Regions from separate parts of the Sus scrofa genome. Here regions 1 and 2 are each linked to region 3. Evidence: chromatin contacts called from public HiChIP or PLAC-seq data. All regions are on one chromosome and are shown on one strand. Each heading gives the region's core, a stretch centred on a gene start, on an enhancer-like site or on the middle of the called end of the contact. The rest is flanking DNA. Distances are from core to core; before and after follow the strand shown. Region 1 holds the start of CHTOP (chromatin target of PRMT1). Region 2 holds the start of S100A4 (S100 calcium binding protein A4). Region 3 holds the start of DENND4B (DENN domain-containing protein 4B).

Region 1 (4,514 bases), core at 1,133-3,632, 260 kb after region 3:
GAATTAGTGTACCACGTGCCCTAAGAAGCACATATGCTTCAGAAAAGGCAGACAAACACAAGTAAATCTTATGTTTAACAGCAACTTAATAAAATCATTTGTCAAAGGCACTCAAGGAACAAGGCCCTCAGAGACAGAAAGTGCCTTTAAATACCTTAACTTTTCTTAGTTTCAAATGATTACTTTTTCTGACTCCAAGTTGATTACTTCTGAAAAGTTAAGATTAGTTCAATCATTGAGGCTCTTGTGAAGACACTCTTCTATTATTCCTGTCGAATTTAACGGAATGAAAGAGAAGAACACTTAAGCGCAAAAGAATCCAAAACAAAAACAAACTAAAAGCAGAATGGAAAGAAAGTGAAATGGAGCAAAGCAAGTGCCTCTTACAAGGTCCAAGAATGACATTCAAGGGCCTTTGGACATATTCATAGCTTGCTACCTGCCTCTTACAGGCCAGACACAACACTGCTGGCCTTGGACTGGGCAGCAAGCCTACTGCAGCCGGGGTTCCATGCTACCAAGCTGCACCACCCCTGTATCAATGTAAAAAAAATGTGAAGAAAATGGAGGGTGTGAGGAGTCTTTTAAAATACATCCCACCAGAGAAATATTTCAGACAGCTTAACATAAAAATCTACTGATAAGTGGTTTTGAAACAACCGCCCAATTTGTTTTGTGTACCACATAAGATGCTACTAAGAACAGAGGTCTGTAGCCTTCTGTTGGTATTTAGCTTAAAACTGGTTTTTGTGCATTGGACCCAGGGCCAACTTAAGTAATGTTTTCTTATGAACGAGCTGAAGTTGCTGTTGGCTGCCTCACCGCTCATTTAGAGACATCTTGGTGGTGCTTTTTAGCACAACTTTCGGTGCTGACTGTGCAGCCATCTTCAAATCCCGAGAATCTACAAAAGACAATGGGCAAAGTGAGCAAATCAGAATGATGACTACCTCATTTCAACAGGGCCAAAGGCCCAAACCAAAAATGAATGAATAGGCCTGTCTCAATGACTACTGAAGATCACACCAAAACTCATTTCAGGTGCTTACATTTAGAAGCTAAGTTATCTGGAATTAATAAACTTCAAGGCCACATGACAGAAAATACCTGCCCAAGCCTCCAAAAATGGCAGACCTAGACCTAGCCAAAGAAAGTGTTTGGCTTTTCATCTAGAGCGGTCCTTCTCTACCTTGGCTGCAAGGAGCTTTAAAAAACAACAACAGGAGTTCCCTTCATGGCTCCGCGGTCACAAACCCAACTAGCATCCTTGAGGATGTGGGTTGGACCCCTAGCCTCGCACAGTGGGTTAAGGATCTAGCGTTGCTGTGGGTTGTGGTCTAGGCCGGCAGCTACAGCTCCAATTCGACCTCTAGCCTTGGAACTTCTATATATGCGGCCCTAAAAAGACAAAACAACAACAAAGACAGACACAAAATACAGAAGCTTCGGCCCAAACCATTTAAAGCACAATCTCTGCTGGTGAGGTCTGGGGATCAGCAATTAGAAGGTGGTGCGGGGAGGGGGGGTGGTGTCTAACTTGCTGCTTCTCATGTGCAGCCAAAATTCAGAACCACTGCTCTAGAGAGATGATACAGGTTTACCAGTTTACAAATTGGCTTTCAACTCCAAAGTCTTGCAGGAACCTTAGCAAGGGACTGGGGACGTGGGGGAGGGATGGAGTAGGAAAGGTTTCCTAAATGGGCGTTCACCTGGGAGTTCGATCCCAGAGAGCACGCCACAAAATTTAACTCTACAGCTGCCAGTGCATTCTGACGTTCCCTAAAGCCGTGTAGTCCTCCTCTGAACTCCCATCTCAAAGCCCCGTCCGGGACCGCCAACGTTGCTCAACCCGCCCAGCAATGTTCCTTTCTATTCCTACCAAATCCCAACCTCCAGCAGCGAGTTTCCAGCTCGGGGCCTCCCCCGCCTCCCTCTCAGGGGCTCCGCCCCCTCCCGGGGCCTCCACTCCCCGACACCCAATCTGCTTCCACATCCCACCAGCTCCCACTCCACGACCGCCGGGCCCGGGCGCTCCCCAAGACTTTTGCCCTCCTTCTCACCACAGAAACGTACCGAAGGAAACGGACGCCAGTGCTCCTCCCGGGGTTGCCACCACGGCTGCGACAGGCTGGCCGGGGGCCGGCCGAACCTGAGTTGACGGTGGAGGGGCTCGGATTAACTTGGTGGGCGGTTGGTTGTATGTGTTAAACGGTAGAATGCTAGGTTAGTTCGTTGATGCTGGGTGGCTGTCCGGTCGGCCGGTTCGCCTGCTCGCCCGGCGTGCCCTTTCCTGCCTTTCACCACAGCCGCTGCCGCCAACTCCCGCTCGCTCTCCAAAACAAAATGGCCGCCACGCCCAGTGCGGAATGGGACCGGCTAAAATGGCGTCGACGCCATTACGTCAGACGTCAGGTCTGCGCACAGCGCAGGAGGCGGGAAAATTTGTGTTACGCCTGCGCGGGGGATGAGGCGGAGCTCCAGGGAAAAGGCGGGGCTTTAGGCTGTATTACACTCCGAGCCCCACCCGGGAAGGGGCGTGGCCAATATATTCTCTCTTGGGTTTTAAGGCGGCTGCAAGTTGGTGATTTGGGACGTTCAAGGCGGATTTGGTCCTCTTAAGAAAAGAAGTTCGTATTTCATTGCGGGTCCCTCCACCCCTAAAGCTAAGGCAGACCGACTAAAATTCTTTACGCGACATGACTCGGTCTTTCTTCCGAGAGCCACCGGGCCGGTGTAATTTGCGCTGGCTCCCCCCTCAGCATACGCCCCTTTTAGAGTTGTGGGTTGCCATAAACGCACCTGGGGACCAGTGCAGGGAGCACACCTCACTGGATCCTGCACCACGCACCACTGCCCGTCCATATTTTTCTCTTCACTTCCCTTCCCAATTTGGCCTGAAGATTGTTAAATTCTTATTTGGGGGAAGCTTTGCGTCCCCGCAACCTATTCCAATGTCTTCTCCCTCCATCTAGCTTCCATGTGGATTTTGATGCAGACCTATATGGCATTTTCCTTATACCTGGGCACACAATAAAAGGCTCAGATGGGAGTTCCCGTCGTGGCGCAGTGGTTAAGGAACCCAACTAGGAACCATGAGGTTGCGGGTTCGATCCCTAGCCTTGCTCAGTGGGTTAACGATCCGGCATTGCTGTGAGCTGTGGTGTAGGTTGCAGACGCGGCTCGGATCCAGCGTTGCTGTGGCTCTGGCGTAGGCCAGGTGGCTGCACCTCTGATTCAACCCCTAGCCTGGGAACCTCCATATGCCGTGGGAGCGGCCCAAGAAATAGCAAAAAAAGACCAAAAAAAAAAAAAGGCTCAGATGTTGGAAGAATGAGTGAATGAACATGTCCTCAGTTCCACCTCCACTCTCTTAAAGGCGCATGAGATCCTTTCATTTTCCTTCCTAGCATTTATACGTGTATGTTTAATGGTTTGGCACCCTTTACTGGACTTCACCTATGTGACAGTGAGGGTTGTGTTTGTTTTGCTCACTGCTGTATTCCCAGTTTCCACACAATGTCTAGCACGGGGTAGGTCTTCAGCACATATTCTTCGAAAGTTGAAGGGCAATTTTTCTGGCTTCAAAGCTGAAAAGCTGATGTCTCTGCCACTTCCAGCTGGAACCTTGAGCCTCTACCTTTCTGGGCCTTGAGCATTCCTTAAGTAGGAAGATGTAATGGTTCCTTGATCTTTCTCCAAAATAAGATCCCTCCCCAAATAAAGCAATTTGGGAGTGAACAGCCTTCACTTCCCCACCCATTTCCAAACCCTGAAGGACCAGAGACAGCAGCTGGTGGCTGGTGAGAGAGGAGCCTTTAATGAAAGATGAGTTGCAGGCCTGGCCCACTACTCTTGCGCCCCTGTTGGAGGGTAGGCAAGGGTGAGAAGGTGGGGAGGGAACAGCGGGATGAAGGGGAAGCAGGGTGAAGAGGCAGGTATGGCAGGGTGGAGGGGAAGGGCGCTGCCCAATGGGACCATCTGCTCAACTGTTCTCCCAGAAGAAGTTGTTACAGGCCACTGTGAGGGCAGCCACCAGCACCACGTACTCCTGGAAGTCCACCTCCCCATCTCCATTCTCGTCGAGCTCCTTCATCACCTTGTCCACAGCATCCGCATCCTTCTGGGCCTGTGAAGCGAAGAAATGGTGAGGTAGGTGGACAGGGAGATGAATATCACAGAGTCAGGGGCATGGGACTTGCTTGACTGGAGAGGAGGAGGCAGAGATGAGCAAGAGGGAGAATTATGTCTCATTATGAGACTTTTCTTTTTTTTTTTTTTTTTAGGGCCGCATCCATGGCATATGGAGGTTCCCAGGCTATCGACTGAACTGGAGCTGCAGCTGCCAGCCTACGCCACAGCCGCAGAAAACGCCACATCTGAGCCGCGTCTGTGACCTACAGCTCACTGCAACTCTGGATCCTTAACCCACTGAATGAGGCCAGGGATCGAACCCACATCCTCATGGCTACTAGTTGGGTTTGTTACTGCTGAGCCACAATGGGAACTGCTAATTA
Region 2 (4,383 bases), core at 1,694-4,193, 340 kb after region 3:
GTGTGCATGGCTCACTCAACCTCCCCTCAACCTGCTTCCCATCCCTGCCCTGCGCAGACGGAGCTCCGGGAGTGTGACTACAATAAGTTCATGAGTGTCCTGGACTCCGACAAGGATGGCGAGGTGGACTTCGTGGAGTACGTGCGCTCCCTCGCCTGCCTCTGCACCTACTGCCACGAGTACTTCAAGGATTGCCCCCCGGAGCCCCCCTGCTCCCAGTAACGGGGCCAGCAGGGGTCTGAGTCTGCTCTGAGACCTGCCCCATCTCTGCTCTGAGATCGTCCTGCACCTGTCAGCTCTCCCCTCCACCCCCCGCGTCCCCTCCATCCAGGGCCCCTGAGTCCAGGAGACCTGAGGGACCTTCCCCAGGACCACAGCTAGTGACCCGGAGAGCAGCCAGTTGCTGCCTCCCCTCTGTGGCCTGAGATGGCACAGTCCAGGGGTCTGCCCCGAGGCTGTCAAGTCCCAGCAGAGTGTGTGCAGGAAGGAGACCTACGGCCTATTTCGCTCCTAATAAAGAATTGGCATCATCGGCTTGGTTCAGTTCCTCTGAGGGGACAGCTGGGGCCTGGGGCCAGAGTCTTGCTGAGGCTTCGTTCCTCTCTGGCCTTTCCCACTGGAGCACAGGAGGCTGGGGGCAGTTTCAGACCCCGCAGAAAAGACATGGTCTCCATGTCCAGCAGGAGGGGGAGGGGTCGGCACGGGGGACAATGTCCCTGGGAGGGGGGTGGTGGTGGGGTCTCTCTGGCAGGTCTTTGAAGAAGAAGCTCCCTTGGAGTGTCAGGGAGGGCAAGAGGGGAGGACGGAACCCAGTTCTCTTGACAGGATGTTGGGGGGGAGGGTGGGGCTGGAGGCGGGGTGGGGGGTGGATCTGTTCCCTGCCCGGGGCTGTGGGCGCCCAGCGGGCAGCACTAATAGGATTAGGGTGTCTGAGCTCTGCCTAGGGTGTTGCACCCTATTGGCCTGGGAGGGGTGCCCTGCATTGGCGAGGGAAGGGGAGACCTGCAGGCAGACCCCGTTCCTGAAGCCACAGCCACCTGAGGGACTTAACCCCCTACTCCTGATGCACCCTCAGTTCCTGAGTTCACATCCTACCTTGAGAGGTTCCCTGATCCCTGCCTGCCCCCTCCTCTGCCCCCGCTCCATTTTGAGCCGTATCACCTCTAACTCCCACCACCCCACCCCCCACCCAATGGGCACTCTTCATTCCTGACACCCATCCCCACTCTAAACTCCTCCCGTGCGTGACACCCTCTGCCTCCCTCTTGGTCCTTTCAGTCCATCCCCGCCCCCGGACGGACCTGACTCCCCTCCCCATTCCATTGCTACCTCATCCAGATCTTTCTCCAGGGAAGTGCCTGTGGGGTGCGGTTGGGGGACCCAGCACCTCCTTTGGGTGTTGGCTTGTTCTTCCTTCCAGACACCCCCAGCTCCTGTCCTGGGCTTCACTCAGGAGGGTGGAGAGCCCTTTGGGGAGTGGAAGGGCAGTCTGAGCTGTCCCTAGCACTGAGCGTGGGGTCCCCTCCCCGTGTTGGGCAGCCACATGCCAGGGCACTTTCCCACCACCCCTAGTCCCCTTTCCTCTGTTCTGGCTTCCCCAGAGACCACCGGCACCCCAGGCCCCAGGCACTGACTGCCCCTTCCTCCAGCTCCCTAAAACTCAAGTGTCCACCCCACAGAGGCCCCTCCCTGTGCCCACTGGGGCTCTCCCATGGTCCCCCCGCCTCCCCGTGCCCGCCCTGGGCAGGAAGCTGGGTTTCCAGGCTGGGCTGGTGGAGGGGGCCGGCAGCGTTTACCGCATCTGACCACGATAGGAGGGAGGGCTGTCTCCTGCTCTCCCCCAGCCCCTGCATGGGCAGGGCCCCGCCAGGGTATAAATAGGTCAGGCTGCTGGGCTTCCCCACTCTTCCTCTCGCCCCAACCCTCTCTCCTCTGCGCTTCCTCTCTCTTGGCCTAGTGAGTTGTGGTCGGCCTGGTGAGTTGTGGTTGCCTGACTGGCACACGAGGGGGGGTCAGGCTGAGGCTCGGTGCAGGAGAAGCAGAGGCTGGTGGGCACCAGATGTGCTAAGTGGGTCGGGATATGAGATTCTGATGGGAAGGCTCTTGGGTGGTGTGTGTGTGTGTTTGTGCGTGCGTGTGTGTGCACGTGCATGTGCATGCCAGAGAGACGCAAAAATTAAAAGTAAGAGCGAGGAGCAGGTGGCTGATGGGAGCTGTCGCAGCGGTACTGGGATGCTGGGGCTTGCCTGTGTGGTGGCTGTAGTAGGTTTTGGGATGCTTGTGACCGGTGGGTGTGCACATTGGCTCATGTTTGCTGCGTTGCACAAGCCAGTGTATGCACACTCGGGCATGGGAAGCACAGTGAAGGCAGTAGGCGATGGCAGGCTTTTGTTTCCTTGTGTCCTGGGAGCTTCTGCCCTGCACACAGCAGCCCAGCTCAAGGGAGGGTGGCCTCCCCATCCCTCCCCTGCATCCGCGTGCGCCTCTGCCACCTCATCCTGCCCCTCCCTATGCAGTGCCGGGCCGCTGGTTTTTTCCGCTACAGGCCCCTGGGCAGATCTCCAGCAGTGTCGCCCAACCCAGCGCTGTGAGAGAGAGAATGGGCCAGGGTGGGGCTGCTGGGGGCTGAGCCTGGGAGTGAAGGGCCCGAGGGAGGAGGGGTGGAGAAAGGCTCTGGTTAAACGGACTGCCTGCAACCCGGAACCTGCCATCCTGGCCCGCAGGTGTTCACTGCCCCAAGCACGAACTTCCCAAGTGTGCACAGCCACCCCGCCAGGAGCCGAGCCCCACCTTTCAGGGCTCCCTCTTGGGTGGAAGCAGAGTCTCTCCAAGGGCTCCCTGAGGGATGGAGGTGGGGGCATTCTGAATACATAGCTGGGGGCAGGGTTGGGGGGGGGGATAAGGATGTCTCTGTGATCCTGCCCCCAGATCCTGACTGCTGCCATGGCCTACCCCCTGGAGAAGGCCCTCGATGTGATGGTGTCCACCTTCCACAAGTACTCAGGCAAGGAGGGTGACAAGTTCAAGCTCAACAAGTCTGAGCTAAAGGAGTTGCTGACCCGGGAGCTGCCCAGCTTCCTGGGGGTGAGTGATGCTGAGTGGGGCGGAGCGGGGTGGTCTTCAGGACTTCAGGAGCATCAGCAACCGGGGCCTCTCTGGCTGACATGGGCAAGTGGGGGCAGAGAGCTTGCTCTGGCTGCCTAGTGAGCACCCACTGCTCACTTCCTGGCCCCCAGCCGAAAGAGGCACAATGGACCTGGAGGGAAGCTGAAGCTCAGAGATACTAAGTCACTTCCCTAAGTAGTTCGTGTATAAAGCTGAGATCCATGAATCATGATGGTCTGACTCTTGCCATCAATCCAGCTATGAGCCATTTTTAAAAATAAACACTCTATCAAAGTTTCTTTCTTTCCCTCCCTTCCTTCTTTCCTTCCTTCCTTCCTTCCTTCCTTCTTTCTTTCTTTCCTTCTTCCCTTCTTTCTTTCTTCCCTTCTTTCTCTGACCGCACCTGCAGCATGCAGAAGTTCCTAGGCCAGGGATGGAACCTGCGCCACAGCTGTAACCAGAGCCACAGCAGTGACAAGGCTGGATCCTTAACCTGTTGAGCCATGAGGGAACTCTGCCACCTTCTTTTTAAAACTGATGTGTAGTTGATTTTCAACGCTGTGTTAGTTTCAGGTATACAGCAAAATAATTCAGTTGTACATACATGCATATTTTTTCAGATTCTTTTCCATTATAGGTTATGACAAGATATTGCATATAGTTCCCTGTGCTATAGAGTAAATCCCTGTTGCCTTTCCTGTTTCATATATAAAAGTATATATTTGTTAATGCCATACTCCTAATTTGACCCTCTCCCCTATAAACCATTTTTGAGTTTCTCTTTGGCTTGTGAATGTGAAGATACACACATACCTACAGACACACCCCAGCGTAATCACAGTTACCATCTGTATCAACCTTTGTACAATTTATGCATTGCTTTCATGACCACTGTCTAACTGGAGTCTTTTTTTTTTTTTTTTTTTTTTTTTTTTGGTCTTTTTGTCTTTTTGCCATTTCTTGGGCTGCTCCCACGGCATATGGAGGTTCCCAGGCTAGGGGTCGAATTGGAGCCATAGCCACCAGCCTACACCAGAGCCTCAGCAACGCGGGATCCAAGCCGTGTCTGAAACCTATACCACAGGTCACGGCAAAGCTGGATCCTTAACCCACTGAGCAAAGTCAGGGATCGAACCTGCACCCTCATGGTTCCTAGTCGGATTGGTTAACCACTGAGCCATGACGGGAACTCTTCTAACCAGATTCTTAAAATGACCTTGGCAGACGATGTTGTAGTCCCCTTTTCCAGGGGCTTCCAGGTACCCAGACTTCCTCATC
Region 3 (4,268 bases), core at 723-3,222:
CTGCCTCCATACCCATACAGCCCCCCGAGTTTGGTTCTGCCCACCCAGCCTCCCACCCCAAAGCCTCTACAGCAGCCAGGGCTGCCATCTCAAGCCTGCTCAGTGCAGCCCTCGGGTGGGCAGCCCCCGGGCAGGCAGCTGCACTATGGCATGCTGTACCCACCCGGCTCCAGTGGGCATGGGCAGCAGTCTTACCACCGGCCAATGGGTGACTTCAGCCTGGGGAACGTGAGTACCCGGGGGGCCCTAGCTCAGAAGCGGGTGGGGGGAGCTGGAGGTGGGTCCAAAGAGCCTGAGCAGTGTCGCGGGGCCCTCTGAATTGGGAGATCTAGGTGGAGGAGATCCTTCTTCCTTCCCTGCCAGGTATTAGCCTCGCCAGCTTGGGGTTCCTCTCTTCCTGCGTTTGACCCCCACTCCCGCCCCTCTCCCCCAGCTACCTCCGTGCAGCTTGCTCTTTGATGACTACTGCTTTGACCCGTTGTCTTCCTGGCACATGCGTGCTCTGTCCCAGTAGGTACGGTGCCCACACCTACTTGGGGCCCCGTGCTCACTTCTGCTCACTTCTGTCGCTCTGCTTGTGCCCATCTCCCTCTGTCTCTGCTTTTGTTCCTGTGGTGGCGGGGGATGGGGTAGGGGTGTGTGTGAAGATCTCTGGGCCGGGGGATGTGTCAGCCGGGCTAGGCACAGGCAGGCAGGGGCACCCTCTTCTGAAGGCCTCCTCCTCAAGGCCTGTCTGTGTGTCCGTAGCTGGAGCCGTTCAGCATGGACAACCCATCCACCAGCCTGGCGCTGGATGCCTCTGGCTTTTCCGAAGGGCCTGGATTTTTAGGGGGTGAGGGGCCAGTGAGTGGCCCCCAGGAGCCCCACACCCTCAACCACCAGAACTTAACCCACTGTTCCCGCCATGGCTCAGGGCCCAACATCATCCTCACGGGTAAGAAATGTGGCTGGTAACAGGGGATGGAAGGAGGGCGTGACACATTGGGTGGCGCGGCAGGAGGCCAAGGGGACCTTGGAGGCGTTGACAGGGTGTGGGGTCCTCACCTGTCTGTTCTGCCCACACAGGAGAATCCTCCCCAGGTTTCTCTAAGGAGATTGCGGCAGCCTTGGCTGGAGTGCCTGGCTTCGAGGTGTCCACGGCTGGGCTGGAGCTGGGCCTGGGGCTGGAGGAGGAGCTGCGCATGGAGCCACTGGGCCTGGAGGGGCTCAACATGCTGAGCGACCCCTGTGCCCTGCTGCCCGACCCTGCTGTGGAGGACTCGTTCCGCAGTGACCGGCTGCAGTGAGGGCACCTGATCGCCATCCCTCTCCTCGGCCCTGTCCCCCGCCGTCACTGTCCCTTTTCTCCCTTCCCCCTGGCCAGTAGAGACTCCACTCTCTGCCCCCAGATCCTCTTTCTAACGTGAACGAGGGATCCTAAGAATGAGAAGAAGCAAGGGGTGTGTCCAGGTGGCCCCTAAATTCTGCACAAAGGGTGGGCCTAGGGGAGCTCAAGGGAGGGCCTGAAGCACTTGTAACTTTGAACCGTCTGTCTGGAGGTCAGAGCCTGTTGGAAAGCAGGGGGGTAGAGGGGAGCCCCGGAGGCAGGGCTTGTCCGGATGCCTAGGGGTGGGCAGTGCCAGCCCCTCCTCGCCACTCTTCCCCTTGCAATGGAGGAAAGAGCCAGAGTGGATATTATTTTTTATTAAATATATTATATGTTAATAAAAAAATCATATCAAACCCATGGTGTGGTTGGCTACTGTTTGGGATGCAACGGGGATCTAGGAGGTTCTTGGGGTGCAGGCCCTTTTGTCGGTTACGCGGTTTTGCATCTTGTCAATGCCATGTGGTTGGTGGAAGGTGCCCCCCAGCCTCAGAATTTGTACGCAGCATTGGATATGGAGGTCCAGGCTGGGTGTAGGCTCCTGTGGTAGGACGGATGTATGCCCTCTCATGTGACCAGGACCTTGCTGCAGCGGCATCAGAGGACAAGGACTCTGGCCAGACAAGCTACTGCTCTTCCTCAACCGTGAGGCCTGGCAGTGAGTTGGGAGGTGAGGAGGTGACTGCTGGCTGAGCTCTGGGTTCTGAACGTTTCTGGTACAATGACCCCAGCTTTCCCAGGAGGGTAGCTGGTCTCACTGCTAAGGCCCCCAAGGAGAGAGTATTTAAAAACTACCTGCACCAGGTAGGTCTCAGGTCGGCTCCCTCTTCTTTATGGTCCTTTAAGCCTAGAGGACCTGGAAGTTAGGTGTGGTACCAGCCTGTCTCGGACCCCATGCCTCTAGGTCTCAGGGAAGCCCATAAATCCCATTCCTGCCCCTTCACTAGGCACGAATTCACTCCGTGCTCTCCACTCTTCTCATTCATTCGCTGAGGCTTGCGTGCCAACTTTGTTTTGAGGACGTTGCCTTTTTCTGGCTTGGGTTGGAATCCTTCCCATCTGAGCTTCTGCTCTCCTCTCTTCCCCACACAGCAGTCAGGAGAGTAGGGCCCCTCCTTCGTTGCCCCCATCTCTGCTGCTTTTCCACACCCTGGCTTCTTCTCTTCCCCTTTCCAAAACTTGTCGTTTTCAGAAAAGAGAACTGAGAGATTCTGGCTTAGCCTGGAAGGGAATGTAGGAGGGACTGAACCTGGAAGTAGGGGGAGCCACCTGGGTCTCCAGAAACCAGGCTTTCAGGGCCTTCACCCAGGCAGGCAGACCTCATCTGACTAGGACCAAGGGCGGGACGGGAGCGCGCCCTGGACTTCAAGGGCCGCCTGGGGTCAGTGTCCTGCGGCTATGGCTGGCTGGTGGCAAGTCGCCTGCGTGCAAGGGGCCCTCCCAGCCGCCAGGGGTCGCGCTGCAGGCGGCCGGGCGCTGGGCAGGCGCTGCCAGGGTCACGGCCGCCGACCGGGGAGGGGGGTGGGGGGAGCGGCAGCGCCCGCAGCCCGGGAGGGGGGTGGGGGGAGCGGAGAAAGCGGGGCGCGCGGAGGAGCACCCGGCCCCCAGTGCAGCGGGAGCCGGGAGGACCGGGCAGCGCGAGCGAGCGGCGCGGCAGCACAGTCCCCGCGTGGCGCAGCTCGGCGGGGACGCTGGGAGCGCCCGGATCTCCCTCCACAGCGCCCCGCGCCCCGCCGCCCTCAGCCGCCTCTTCTTCCTTCACTCGCCGCTCCAGCGGGAGCGGCGCCCGAGTCGGGTGCGCCATGTCCGGGGCCGGGTAGCCCCGCCGCCCGCCGGCCCGCCAGCCCGCCCTCCGAGCCACCCGCCTGCGGGCCGGCCGGCCGGGGAGTCGCGGGGCAGGCAGGTAGGGGCTTGGCCGGGCGGGGCAGCGGGCGGGGAAGGAAGGGAGGGAGCGCCGGCCGGGCGGGGGCTCTCCCCCAGCTGTTCTTCGGCGCTGCACATCTGGTTCCGGTTCCTCTCTCCTGGGGAAGTGAAAGTGGAGGGGAGGGCGCATCCCGGAGTTAGCTAGCTGTGCCCAGGCGCCCTGCACCCCTCCTGCTCCCGCGGGTCCGGAGCCCGAGCACCCCTCCCTTCGGCTCGGGTCACGCGGCGGCCGGCGCTGCTGCCGTCACATCCCCGGCCGCCGGCGCGCCCGCTCCTCTCAACCCTCCCGCTCCCTCCTCAGCTTCCTCCCGCTCAGCGCGCCCTTTGCCCCAACCCAAACTTCCCGTCGCCCGGCTTGTGGGCCTTGGGACCCGGAGCAGCGCTCCCTGCCCCTTGCCTTCCGCAGGGAGAAAGGGTGCCTTCTGCAGGACTCTTTCCTGGCTCGGTGAAGGGAGGCCCGGGTGCGCAGATCCTGCCCATGGGGGCCTGTCGCCCCTCTGCTGGTCCCACCTCATGGTTCCCGCCTGCTACCCGGGCACAGGGCATAGGGCTCCCATTTGCCTGCGGTGGACGAGGCACGGGGCTGTGCCCCAGAGCTAAATCAGGAGTCTGACGCTGACTCCTGGCTTCACCTCGCAGATGTGGAGACTAAATTTAGCTGGGGTTGATGTGCGTGTGTGTGGCCAGAGGCCAGGTTAAGGAGAGCCAGCCTGGCTCCGTGAGATTCCCTTGCATCCCTCTTCTGTGGGAAAAGGTGGGAGGTTAAGTAGGACTGTACATCCTGGATCCAGTCTGAGCCTCCTGCCGTGCTCCCGGTCCTTTAGTCTCAGACTCCAACTTGGCTGGATGCTGTGCTGGCACCTTCCACAGTACCCCCCCCCCCCACCACACACACACACCCATAGGCTAACTTCCGCTGAGCTGCAGCTTCCCCTCCACTGTTTCAGGAAGTCACCTCCCTTCCCCTCTGAAGCAGCCC

Evidence for each region. HiChIP or PLAC-seq counts read pairs in DNA pulled down with a chosen protein or histone mark.
Region 1: a contact with region 3 is called in an H3K27ac HiChIP or PLAC-seq map of skeletal muscle. The contact joins the promoter of CHTOP here to the promoter of DENND4B in region 3. A contact is called at or near these places in 1 of 5 promoter capture datasets (fetal liver) and 2 of 2 datasets of contacts at active chromatin or transcription factors (alveolar macrophages and skeletal muscle).
Region 2: a contact with region 3 is called in an H3K27ac HiChIP or PLAC-seq map of alveolar macrophages. The contact joins the promoter of S100A4 here to the promoter of DENND4B in region 3. A contact is called at or near these places in 1 of 5 promoter capture datasets (fetal liver) and 1 of 2 datasets of contacts at active chromatin or transcription factors (alveolar macrophages).

What each region holds. Positions count from the first base shown.
Region 1 is chr4:96,003,232-96,007,745 of Sscrofa11.1, forward strand. It overlaps CHTOP (chromatin target of PRMT1), which reads right to left and starts at 2,383. Exons shown (of 6, transcript NM_001243268.1): 1 at 2,074-2,383; 2 at 823-904. The coding sequence starts at 887. It overlaps S100A1 (protein S100-A1), which reads right to left. Exons shown (of 4, transcript XM_021089808.1): 4 at 3,795-4,126. The coding sequence ends at 3,983. It overlaps S100A13 (protein S100-A13), which reads left to right and starts at 4,049. Exons shown (of 4, transcript XM_021089809.1): 1 at 4,049-4,149. The coding sequence starts at 4,142.
Region 2 is chr4:96,086,299-96,090,681 of Sscrofa11.1, forward strand. It overlaps S100A4 (S100 calcium binding protein A4), which reads left to right and starts at 2,944. Exons shown (of 2, transcript NM_001252605.1): 1 at 2,944-3,084. The coding sequence starts at 2,944. S100A3 (protein S100-A3) reads left to right here. Exons shown (of 3, transcript XM_001927336.4): 3 at 58-530. The coding sequence ends at 222.
Region 3 is chr4:95,743,906-95,748,173 of Sscrofa11.1, forward strand. DENND4B (DENN domain-containing protein 4B) reads left to right here and starts at 1,973. Exons shown (of 28, transcript XM_013997083.2): 1 at 1,973-2,747. CRTC2 (CREB-regulated transcription coactivator 2) reads left to right here. Exons shown (of 13, transcript XM_021089801.1): 11 at 1-228; 12 at 748-934; 13 at 1,066-1,725. The coding sequence ends at 1,286.